2 separate regions of the Hordeum vulgare genome follow, and region 1 is linked to region 2. A link is a contact called in public Hi-C data. All regions are on one chromosome and are shown on one strand. The core of a region is the stretch at or near the end of the contact, and the rest is flanking DNA. Distances in the headings are between cores, read along the strand shown.

Region 1 (6,172 bases), core at 1,394-3,893, 200 kb before region 2:
CTCCGATGATGCGTGAGTAGTTCACCATAGACCTACGAGTCCATAGCTAGTAGCTAGATGGCTTCTTCTCTCTCTTGGATCTTCAATACAAAGTTCTCCATGATCTTCATGGAGATCTATCCAATGTAATCTTCTTTTGCGGTGTGTTTGTCGAGATCCGATGAATTGTGGATTTATGATCAGATTATCTATGAATCTTATTTGAGTTTCTTCTGATCTCTTATATGCATGTTTTCGTATCCTTGTAATTCTCTTCGAGTTGTGGGTTTTGTCTGGCCAGCTTGATCTATGATTCTTGCAATGGGAGAAGTGCTTGGTTTTGGGTTCATACCGTGCGGTGACCTCACCAAGTGACAGAAGGGGTAGCGAGACACGCATCGTGTTGTTGCCATCAAGGGTAAAAAGATGGGGTTTTCATCATTGGTTTGAGATTATCCCTCTACATCATGTCATCTTGCTTAAGGCGTTACTCTGTTCGTCATGAACTCAATACACTAGATGCATGCTAGATAGCGGTCGATGTGTGGAGTAATAGTAGTAGATGCAGAAAGTATCGGTCTACTTGTCTCGGACGTGATGCCTATATGTATGATCATTGCCTTAGATATCGTCATGACTTTGCGCGGTTCTATCAATTGCTCGACAGTAATTTGTTTACCCACCGTAATATTTGCTATTTTGAGAGAAGCCTCTAGTGAACACTATGGCCCCCGAGTCTACTCCACACCATATTTTCAGCCTTACTCTTTTACTTCGTTGCACTTTTCGCCTTCAGATCTCACTTTGCAATCAATCTTGAAGGGATTGACAACCCCTTTATAGCGTTGGGTGCAAGCTTGTTTGTGTTTGCGCAGGTACTCTGGATTTGACAAGATTCTCCTACTGGATTGATACCTTGGTTCTCAAACTGAGGGAAATACTTACTGTTCTTGTGCTGCATCACCCTTTCTTCCTTAAGAGAAAAACCGACGCAAGCAAGTCTCCGTCAACGTGTCAATTTGCGGGGCTGTTGTTTGAGAAGTAGCACACACTCCTAAGATATCAATTTTTTTGAATCATATGCTAGGTTCTCTTGATCATCCCGCGAGAGTCTTGGGGGCTATGACTCATTTGAAAAAAATTATATGGGTGTGTTTTCCGCACTACTTCGACCTTTGCATGAGTTTTCTAAACTCACACACGGCTCGGGTGCTATTGAATATGTGGATTGTGTATAAACCCATAAAATTGGAACTACTTTGTAAAAAAGATACAATATAAAATTGCCTTGCAGCGTGTCAACAAACCGTCGAAGGCCTATTTCAAAACTATGAGTCAAGCATTTATAAATGTCTATATATATATATATATATATATTAACCTGGTTTTACAAAATGTTATTCTTGTATTTAAAAATATTATTGAATCATTTGAAAAATATATAAAATATGTATAACAAATATTGACCATGTATTACAAAAATGATTAATTAGTATTGAAATAATGTTAGTGTATTAGAAAATGTCTTGACATATGCAAAAGCAAAGAATAATAACCAAAAGAAGAAAGAAAACCGAAAAGGAAACAAAATTAAAAGGAAATTGAAAAACAAAGTAAAAAGATGCAAAAAATAATGAAAAAGAAATGCAAAAAACAAAACAAAACAAAAAGCAGAAGAAAACTGCTCAAGTCGCCTCAATTAAAATACGGCCCTACTACTTACCACAAATGGCTAGCAGCATCTGTGATCTCCCTCAAGACCAGGGAGCTGTTACCGTCTCACTTAATGCGAGACATAGCGCTCGTGGACTGTTTTCACCAGAGCTGTGTATCGCCTATAACAAGGCAGAGATCGGGGAAAATTCTATTTAACGCTTTGTGCGTCGAAATGTCGACCAAACGCACAGAGAAGAGAGCGACCGCTCCAGATTGGGCTGACCCATTAGAGCGTCCCAGTTTTGGGAAACTTCTAGAGGTTTCACCCAATTTTTTTCCGGTTTTTAAAAGCTTATAAAAGGTTCACTTAACTGGTTTTTCTGTTTCTGTTTCAAAAAATGTTCTGGATATTTAAAAAAAATTGTTTTTTCGTTTATCCTTTCTGTATCTTTTTTTCTGTTTCTTTTACAAAAATGTTCTGGATTTTAAAAAATGTTCCGGAATCTGAAAAAATGTTTCAGAATCTGAAAAAATGTTCCGTAATTGAAACAAATGTTCCTGAATACGGAAAGATATTCCTCATTCTGAAGAAATGTTTCGGAATTTTAAGAAACATTCCGGATTTTTCTATAAAAGGTTTCAGATTTTCAAAAAATATACCAGAATTTGCAAAAAATATTTTGGAATTTGAAAAAATGTTCCGGAGTTTGAAACAATGTTCCAGAATTTTTGAAATTCCTGAAAAATCCGAAAACCATTTTTTTAACTTGTGAACAATTTTTAGAACTGGAACATTTGTTGCTAATTCAGAACATTTTCTGAAAAAAAAACAGAAAATATTATGGATTTTGTTTTTGCTTCAAATTCTATAAGAAAATGAATAAAGGAATAATAAAAAAAAGGAAATAAACAAAAAGGAGCTGAAAAACAAAAGAAAAAGAAGTAACTGGGCTGGCTCAGCCGGGCAACTCCCTATGCGTCCGCTCGATAGTTGGCAGCAACGAGCAGGGCATAGGAGGTCCCGAGAACAGGATCGACTGTGACGCAGTGCGACTGGGCTTTTCTAGTACTGTAGCTGCAGACGCTCATTTCTTTTCTTTCAATGATTTTCGTATCAGGCACCATTTGCAGAGGTTTTCTTTGGGGTTTTCTAGTTTTATTTTATTTCCCCTTTTTCTTATTGTTCTTCGGTTTTTGTCGTTTTTCCCTTTTTCTTATCACATCTCTATATTTTTCATATACATTGCACATTTTTCATATACGTTAGAAATATGTTTTATGCATGTTGAACATTTTCTAAATACATGATTAAGATTTTGTCAAATATGCGTTTTGATGTCTACTTTTTACATGAACATTGTTGATTTTTTTTACATATTTGTTTTTACAAGTTTAACAATTTTCAAATGCATGATTAATACTTTTTAAATACATGCTTTTGATTTTTTTTGAATTCGTGTTAATTAATTTCAAATATACGTTGATTTTTTACAAACACTTTATAAACTATGCAAACTTTTTATATTGTATATACGCTTTTGAAAAATTTCGCAAACTTAACTTTTAACACATGAAGGCTTTTTAAAGTGTAACATAATATTTCTTAAAATGGTGCCATTTGAGTGAATAACATGAACATTTTTTTTACATTGTATAACATTCTGAAAAAATCCACGTAGCCTACATTATTTTGTAATGCATTAATGTTTTCTAAATATTATGATTTTATTGGAAAGCAATCACCATGTTTTTTAAATTACATTAATTTTTTACACCGTGTTAACATTTTTTCAAATTTGTGGTGATTTATTTTAAGAAAATTAAGTACATTATTTTTGGTAATGTATGTATTCATTTTTTAATATAAACATAAATAGGAGGCGGCTCCCCCTTGGGCCACATGAACTCGACCAACGCATTGTCTAATCGAATCCGGGTATAGGAGGCGCTAGATCCACCTCACTCCCCATCCTCATGACGTGTCTCTACGTCTGACACACCGTGTTGTGGAGAGTCCAGAGATAAGTTGGCTGCAATCCGAGCGGCGCACCTCTTTATATTCCAGAAATAGTGGACCAAACAAGGACGAAGCTCGTCTTGCCCACTCCCGCGAACGGGGAGGCGAACCCTATCACCGCCACCTCCAGCCTCCCCCTTTGCCGTCGTCGGATCGCGCTGTCGGGCAAAGTCCGACCGGCGTTAGTGGCAACGGTGCATCTTCCCCTTCCCCGCGGTGGGCTGGCACGGGACAACTTCACGGCACGAAGCGACGGCGACGGTGGCGTCCTGGTGTGGCCGCGCACCCGGCTACTCGTCAGGAACGAGGTGGGGAGTGCCTGCGTGGGCGGCGGCAGTGGGCGTCCCGACCCAGATCTGGATCGTGCAGATGCTCTAGCCGGCTTTCAGCAGGTGGCACAGGCTGAGGTGGCATGGGTTGACCGCCGCAAGTGGTTTTTGCTGCTAGAGAGGACCGACGTGGCGGCGTGCGCCTTGTTGGGGTGGACGGGTGGTCGAGCGACTCTATGGCTATGGTGACCGCGTCCGGGGAGCAGATGGTGCGTGTCGATGGGGAGGCAACGCTTGGTGCTGGGTGTCGTGTATCTGTAGGTGGCATTGGGTGGTAGTGCAGCAGACCCCTCCCCTGGTTTTGGGCCGAAGCATGGCTTTGAGTCGGTGCTCGTGGTCGGGTGGGTCAGAGTTCGCGCTTCGGGTGGGTATGTTTGGGCTCGATCCAGGAGGTGCCCATGGCTGGTGAGGCCCCTCTCCTCGCGGGTACAGTGGACATTGGTGGTGGTCGGGGCTCCGCTACAATGTTGGGCAGATCGGTGTCAAGCCGCTACAACATTGGTGGTGGTCGGGGCTACCGTCGGTAGTCACAGAGTAGGGTCTCCCCCATCCATCGGGTACGGCTGGAGATCGAGGCACGAATGGCTCCTACTGTGGAAGCGACCATCGAGACTCCGTGACTGATGCCGGCCTAGGAGCGAAAGGAGTCGCCTTTTACTCCTCCTTCCGTGGCAGGTACACCATGATGTGGACGGTTGGTGGAGTCCTGGACATGGATGCCGGGGTGGCGGTCCGCATGGTTGGCTTTCTGGCGGGCACTATGGTGGGTGGGATGGCATTACCTCTTGGTCGTGTGGGCGGCAAGGGGTGGTGCTACGCGTGGCCCTGGCGTGCTCTCTGTCTCTAACCGGAGACGGATCCAGAAGTTCAATGCTCCTCGTGCTTGCTTGAAGACCTCATGGTGACGCGGGGGAGATATGGAGCGAAAGCTTCGCGCTCTGTTGTCGACAACAACGATGCTTGCGGGCGTCGTTATCTTCTTGAAGACGTCATCATGGTGCTCCACTCCATGTCTGAGATCCGGGTGAAAACCTCTGTCTATTGTAGACTCGGCAACGGCGACGATTAGCGCCGTTTCCCTCTTGGGGGCGTTATTGTGGAGCGCAGGTGTTATACAGCTTAGCGTGGTGTTGCTTTAGTTCATCATGTACTTTATTTCGATAACATAGTCGCATGTGTTCGGTTATCTTGGTATCGACAATGTATGAGGGCCATCCCATCTTCTTGTATCATTTGGCCGTGTACTCTGTTTGGTTGTTGCTTCATTTATAAAATGGGACGAAAGCAAGAGTTTCGATCAAAACTGCAGAGTGAGCATCGTGTAAGTGGCGACCCGTTGGTGGACCATGGTTACCAGAGACGACGAGCTTGGAGTAATTGAGAGTGGACGGCAAGCTCGAAACGGATTGGGAGTGGCGACGCGAACGGAAGGGAGAAAGTGGAAATGGGAGCGGCTATAGTTGGAGTTCACCGTCCGGCTTAAATGGCCAGGATTTGGTCCCTTAGACGGCTGGCCAGATTGGCATCCTCATCGAACCAATGGTTTTTTGATGTGTGTCCGCATGGGTTTGATCCGTCGGTCTGTCATGGCGGACACGTTCGAGCCTCTTCAGTCGGATGCATATGGGGTTGCTGGTTTGAAATGTCATGATTTTGAGACCGGTCTTTGTTCGAGCCCTCCGTCTGAATATACACATGTATTTGAGGAGTCCGGATATAGATACGTCTTCGAAGTTAACATGGAAGTTACCTAGCCCTCTTCGAGGGCTCTACCCTCGATGCATCTTGAAAGTTAACATGGAAGACCTGCCCCCTACACATCAAGGTCTTCATGTGGCTTGCCTTGCAGGATCGTTGTTGGACGACGGACGTCTCGCTCGACGTGGGCTGCCACACAACGACAGGTGTGCACTCTGCGACCAGGTTACCAGAGACATACATCACCTCTTCGCTGCCTGACCGTTCTCCCGATAGGTATGACACGAGGTCCTCTCATGGTGTCGCTCGACTGCTACGATCCCAAGTCTGGACACACCGTCCGTGGAATGATGGACCACTGCATGCTCCCATCCCCCGTCGCCCTCCGAAAAGGGCTTAACTCCATCATCGCACTCACTGCATGGGCGATGTGGAAGCATAGAAACAACTGTATCTTTGATCATCTTCAGCCATCCAGCGCGAGACTATTGCA
Region 2 (6,062 bases), core at 2,177-4,676:
CACTTTAAAAAAAACAAAAGGAGCGTGAATTTGAGAAGTTCTCTTCTGTTCTGCCGATAGACCGAGGGGGCTTGGGCATCCGTGCGTCCCGCCGCATGAACGTTGCCCTGATGCTGCGTTGGGTGTGACGGATCCTGCAGTGGCTACAACTGATTGAGGCCAAGTACCTGCGGGGTAGACCCCTCTTGGCCTGCTCGCTCGCGACTAGGTCGCAGTTCTGGAAATCTATCCAGGGCATCAAGAACGATATTAGGTTGGGTCTGCGGGTCTCGGTGGGCAATGGGTCTGGGACCAGTTTTGGTTGGACCCCTGGCCGGGTGGAGAACCTTTACGCTTGCGATTTCTGAGGCTCTTTGCTATTTGCGACGACCCAGGTGTCCTTGGCTCTGCGTCTTCTTTGGGGGACAGATGGCATGTTGCGTTTCGCCGCCCCCTCGGTCCAGCCGAGGTCCAGGATTTGGAGTTATTGCAGGCAATGGTTCCCGTCCCAGACTCGTCGGTCAACGATAGTGTTTCCTGGAGTCTTTCTCCTTCGGGAGAATACTCTGTTAGTTCGGCTTATCTGGCACTGTGCCGGATGCCGGTCCTTCTGTGGTTATCCTCATTTTGGAAGGCACTATTGCCCCTCAAGATTAAGATTTTCGTTTGGCAGCTTCTCCGCGACCGTTTCCTTCAGGGACCGAGGTGCTGAAACGCAATGGTCCGGGTAACGACACGTGTCCCATGTGCGACATCCCGGAGACTGGAACTCACATTCTATTCTCCTGCGTCGTGGCACAGGCCCTTTGATGCTTTGTGCGTGAGGCTCTGGGACCGGAGTGGGAGGCTCATGACCTTGCAGAATTTCTGCAGGTAAGGGCCACCCAGGTTGGCCATAAGTGCCGACTGTTCTGGCTGGTCTTCACAGCAATGATGTGGACTCTTTGAACTACTCGCAACAAAATGATTGAGCGGGTGTTTCAGCGGCATGCATCTGACTCGTTCTTCAAATTCCTTGCCTTCTTGCAACACTGGCATCCGCTCGCTAGGACCCGAGATCGCGACCGGCTTCACTGCTATTTGGACGCGCTGATGGCGTTCGCCCGACGGCTCTCTGCTCGCTCGCATGCTGCTTAGCTTGCCCCTATGATGACATTTTTTGTTTCTTTTTCTTTTCTTGAGCGTGACCGTGTTGTTGCCTCAGCGTTTTTATGTTTTATCACTCTGTTGGACTGTTGTGTGGATGCTGAAATATTTGCTTTATATATAAAGCGGGGCAAAAGCCTATTTCAAGAGAGATCATGTAATTTCCTGTTCAATTTTGTTAGTAGATCACAACTTCACAATGAATGTCGCTGTAATTATTTTAGAACGTCAGCCAGCAGTAGTTCATATTGTGAAATGAACGCAGAATGTTACTCAATTTTATTGCTAGCGCTAGCATTTTAGAGTGATGCTAGCGCACATGATAAAGGACTTTTACGGGGAAGCTCAGCTAGGAGCATTTGATTGGAAGAAATCAGTATGAAAGGGCCCCGCACCCACTAAAATTCAGGGGATGGAGATTTCTTAAGGAAGAACTTGCGTAATACCCCGGTAAAAGTCCGTTGGTTTAGAATTTTCGAGCATTTTGTTACCCAGTCAAAGCAGTCGTGCTCAAGATATTGTGATCTCTGTGTGGGCGATGAAGCTTTGATGGCTTTCATTATCTTAGAAATTCTCAATGTCAAACCCGAAAAAGGAACCCCTGCAAACATAAAAATAAAACCCGAAAAAGGAAAAGAAATGCTCAGCGTGCAACTAGGCGGAGTAAAGACAATATGGACCATAACAGAAACGGTGTGTATAACTCAATATTCCATACATAAAAGGGAATATCACCGTTTTCCTCCATTTCACTATCATCTCACTTGCAATCATGTGTGCTTGCCGCACCTACACCTACGTCATTTCAAAGAGTCGAGGGACCAAATATGGAGTTAACATAGAGTTGAGGGACGAGAAATAAACCACGTACCAAATGAAAAAATAAAATGAAATCAGGGTAGATATGCATGGCTTTGCTTATTTTCTTACTAAACTCTCCCACTAATCGTCCTACTATGACCAACTAGGTGCACGGCCGACGAATTTTTACCGGGAAGTAATTGACATATAAAGCACCCAATCGCATGGCGGCATGGCAACTAATCAATTTCGTCATAATAAAGAAATAAGATATTGGGATCGACGACGACGAGCCGCTTCGTTCAAGCCCATGCCTCCTGGTGATCGAACAGAGCGATCCTCTGGTACGCGTTGAAGGTGTCCTCGAACTCCCATGCCGACGTCGGCCCGGTGACCACGTCGACGTCCAGCCCCATCATGAACATCGGCTCCACCGGCCACTCCATGATCTTCGGCAGCCAGTCGTCCTCGAAGCCGCCGCCGCTCGACGCCGCCGAGGCGGACGACGAGGACGAGGACGACTCGGCTGGTGACGAGGCTGTGCCGCAGCTGCTGTCCAGCGGCGCCGGTTCGTCGACGTCGCATGGCAAGATGATGTTGTCCAGAAGCTGCATCATGGTCGGCACCTCGTCGGGGCAGAACATGTGCTCTTCGGCACCTGACTGACTTCCCGTGGCCGCCACCGCCGCCGGCACCTTCTGCTCCGGCGAGTCGCCGCCGGTAGACCGCAGCGGCTGCTGGAGGGGAGCAGCAGCAGGCTGGAGGGGCTTGTGGGTGGCGGGGTCGATGCCCATCTTCCTCAGCTTCTTCTTGATGTGCGTGTTCCAGTGGTTCTTGATCTCGTTGTCGGTCCGGCCGGGCAGCTGGGCCGCGATCTTGGACCACCTGTTGCCGAGCTGCTCGTGCAGGTCGATCACCGTCTTCTCCTCCTCGTCGGAGAGCAGCCCGCGCTTGAGGTCCGGCCGGAGGTAGTTGGTCCACCGCAGCCGGCAGCTCTTCCCGCACCGGAGCAACCCTGTTCACACAAACAAAAGTCACAACACGTCAAAACATTGGTCAATCCAAGAAAGGCCGTCAAGCTAACCGGCCGACTAGCCGGCCGGCGAAGTAGCTAGCTGGCTAGCTAGGCAGTGAGTGACCCACCGGCAAGCTTGGGGACGGCTCTCCAGCAGCATTGGCCGTTGCTGAGGAGGAAGCTGACGAGCTTCTGGTCTTCCTCCGCCGTCCACGGGCCTTTCTTCAGCCCCACCTTGTCGCAGCACGGCTGCCTCCCCATTGCCACGAGCGAGCTTTGCTTGCACACACACAAAGATCACTTCACCCGCAAGGGAAAACCACCAAGCGACGTACGTCGAGCCAACTAACCAAACCAAATTAAGCTCGTAGCAAGCAGCTGCCTTTATATTTTTTAGCTCTGTTTCGGTTGTGGCACAAGTACACAATAGCTAGCTAGCTAGCTCGCAAATGGCGCTTTAGCTTTAGCTACATGGTGAGACGACGCCATTGCCACCTTCCTTTATAAAGGGCGGAGGAGGTAGAAGAGGACAAAGGGGCCGGTGGCTGAAGCTTATTTGCGGGGGCACCATCAACTGGCGACTGGCGCGGCGACTAACTAGAAGTAGATTTTTTTTTTTTACTACAATCGCAGTGCGGCTAGCGCGTGTGCGCGCGGAGGATGGACCATGGACCAGTGCTGGAGCTCTAAGCTAAGGATGACGTGTCGCGGCGCCGCGGAGACTGGCGCGTGGGGCCCCGGCGTCGGCGTCGCCGCTTTTTTGCCGGGCTGCTTGCTGCTCATGGGTCCCTTTTGCTTGCGTTGCAAGTGCTGCCCTGCTAAGCTTTCAAGCTTTTATTTGGATCATCGTTTGTTGCTCAATCAAGGGTTTCCAGCGGGGTTATTCTTGGGGCATGTAATGTGCCCATTCCATTGAGTCCTTATCACTTGTTTAGCTTCTAAAGTTGTTAATTACATTTATTTGTTTTTCTGAGAAAAAAAACTTGCTAATTATATTGTTATTTTTTGAACACAACTTGCTAACTATACTGGCTTCCCTTATATCAAGATCCGGCATCTTGTAGGATTATTTCTCCAATGGACTTAGTCGAGTCATTATCATTTGTGTGGCTTTTAAACTTTTTTGCTTCCCAAGATCCTGCATCTTGTATACTTTTTCTAAATGGACTTAGTCGGATGTGTTAAATTCATGTATTTTTTTTCTCTAGAAAGAAGGCCTAGTCATACTCGTTAAATTTATATATGGTATGTAATTGTCTATATTTTGTACTTTGTTTATTGATGACTTTGTCATAATTACATGGGATCAACTTCGATAAAGATAGTTGTGTGCATTACAATGATGCAGGCAAAGAGTTTCACCCTCCTTTCCGAAAAGATAAAAAAATTAGTAATGTTGCAATTTATAGATGCTAAGATTTAATCTCCGCCATTATGTGTAGTTGCAAAGCCTACTAAAGAAATGCTTCCTAATGTTCGGTAGTCCTTTTCGATAAAAAAAATCAGGCCCTAAAGTTGTCATCTCATGATTGTTAAAGTTGTCGTTCTAATTGCCAAGCCTTCACTATGTTGATACCAAATTTGCCACTTGGCAACTTCAATAACATTATCGTGAAAACTTCATAAATCAATAGGTTGTGTGGCAAGTTCTTCTTAGCTACGACGCATGTTAGTGTCTTCTTTCTGTTACTGGCTTGTGTTTGATCGGGCGTTGCTATGGCCATCTCATCCGAGGGTACCTTGGATTGATCAATGATCTTTTAAACTAACTATCATTGAGGTTTTAATTCAGATATGTGCAAGATCGCAAGATCTCATGCACGAGGCTTATGGCTTTATGGTTGACGGACGGTTCACTAGAAGGTCCATAATCCGTGAATATATGTGGTGTTGGTTCATGTTCAAAAGTTGTTATCAAGGCTAGGAAGTATGATGATGTTGGATCGACAAGTAATGCGGTAGCACAACACGACTTCAGTTTTGTGATTCTCTCGAAACTGGATCTCAGTCTTCAAGGTGGAAACTCTAGGCCCAATCTTTATACTTTGCATGTGGCAATGGTGGTGTGGTGTTTGTATTGGCGGTTCTTTTGTTGAAGCATTGCCCATATATTGCTTGGACCCGCTCTTCAGGAGAAAACACATAATCTAACCTTTAAAGGTTGGAACGGACGATGTGCCACACAAGTGTCATTTCATTTTTGGAGCTGCAGCTTTTGAAGAAAGATTTGTTACGTTGCCAAACACTATTGTCAATAGTGATGGCTGTTGCTCCATTATTGACCGTTTCAACATGACATTTGGGTGTCATTATTTTTATGAATAATTGTGTTGTGTGCAAACTCAATGTCTTAACTGGATCTTGACCTAGGTTGTTACGTTTGGGGAGGTATACTCGGTATTAATAATAGTGCCCATCATCCAAAATATGGTGCAAGTATACAACCTAGGCAGTGCCCAAACCTTACTTTGATGGTGATAACAACTCCCCTACGTACGCACTCTTGCCAACATTTATTGTACTCTCAAGTGACAAGTTCTTTTATATCTAAATAGTTAGCCCCGTTAATTTATTTTCTTCAACATGCAAGCATCTCACCTCAATCATGCATAAGAAAAGGTCCAAACATGCATGAGACATTTAATACATATTTTACAACTATAGAACAATTAAACACAAAAAAGCATATGATTTTTTAGTTTCCCCATATTATTTATCTAAATATTCATATTCCATACAATAAAACATCATTGAAATAACCCCGCAACAATGCATGGGATGTCATCTATAGTTCACAAGTGACAACGCTCCAAAAAAGAAGGGATAATTAATAGATCTAAGAACATCTCTAATCAATCCCTTATAATCGGTTAGAAGATGGGGGGGGGGGGATTCTCATGTAATGTGCACCTAACCGATCTCCTAAAGGCATTAGAGAAGGATACTTTTTACTCCACGGCCGCCTTGACCCTTAAATATACTCGGTCGCGCGTCACCGGAGTACAAATCCTCACTCCCACCACCCTTTACCTATTTCGCCGCAGCCCAAGCCCAGGCGACGCGCCCACACATCCACCCCACATCCACTCCAACATAGCCCCGCAACCCAAAATGGTCGGAC

Evidence for each region. A called contact is a pair of places that touch in the nucleus more often than the background predicts.
Region 1: a Hi-C map of leaf shows a contact between it and region 2, with 2.8 times the contacts expected there. The contact joins the enhancer-like site here to the promoter of LOC123399915 in region 2. A contact is called at or near these places in 4 of 6 Hi-C or Micro-C datasets (leaf and seedling).

Annotation. Positions count from the first base shown.
Region 1 is chr5H:424,177,967-424,184,138 of MorexV3_pseudomolecules_assembly, reverse strand. No RefSeq gene overlaps it. Among protein-coding and RNA genes, the nearest start is that of LOC123396815, 31 kb to the left of the region's middle. Within about 2 kb of position 2,643, at least 3 of the 3 cell types and tissues checked have open chromatin away from gene starts, as enhancers often do. A contact at or near this core is called in leaf and seedling, where this site is marked.
Region 2 is chr5H:423,975,672-423,981,733 of MorexV3_pseudomolecules_assembly, reverse strand. LOC123399915 (transcription factor MYB20-like) reads right to left here and starts at 3,426. Exons shown (of 2, transcript XM_045094297.1): 1 at 3,070-3,426; 2 at 1,929-2,941. The coding sequence starts at 3,202. The coding sequence ends at 2,229.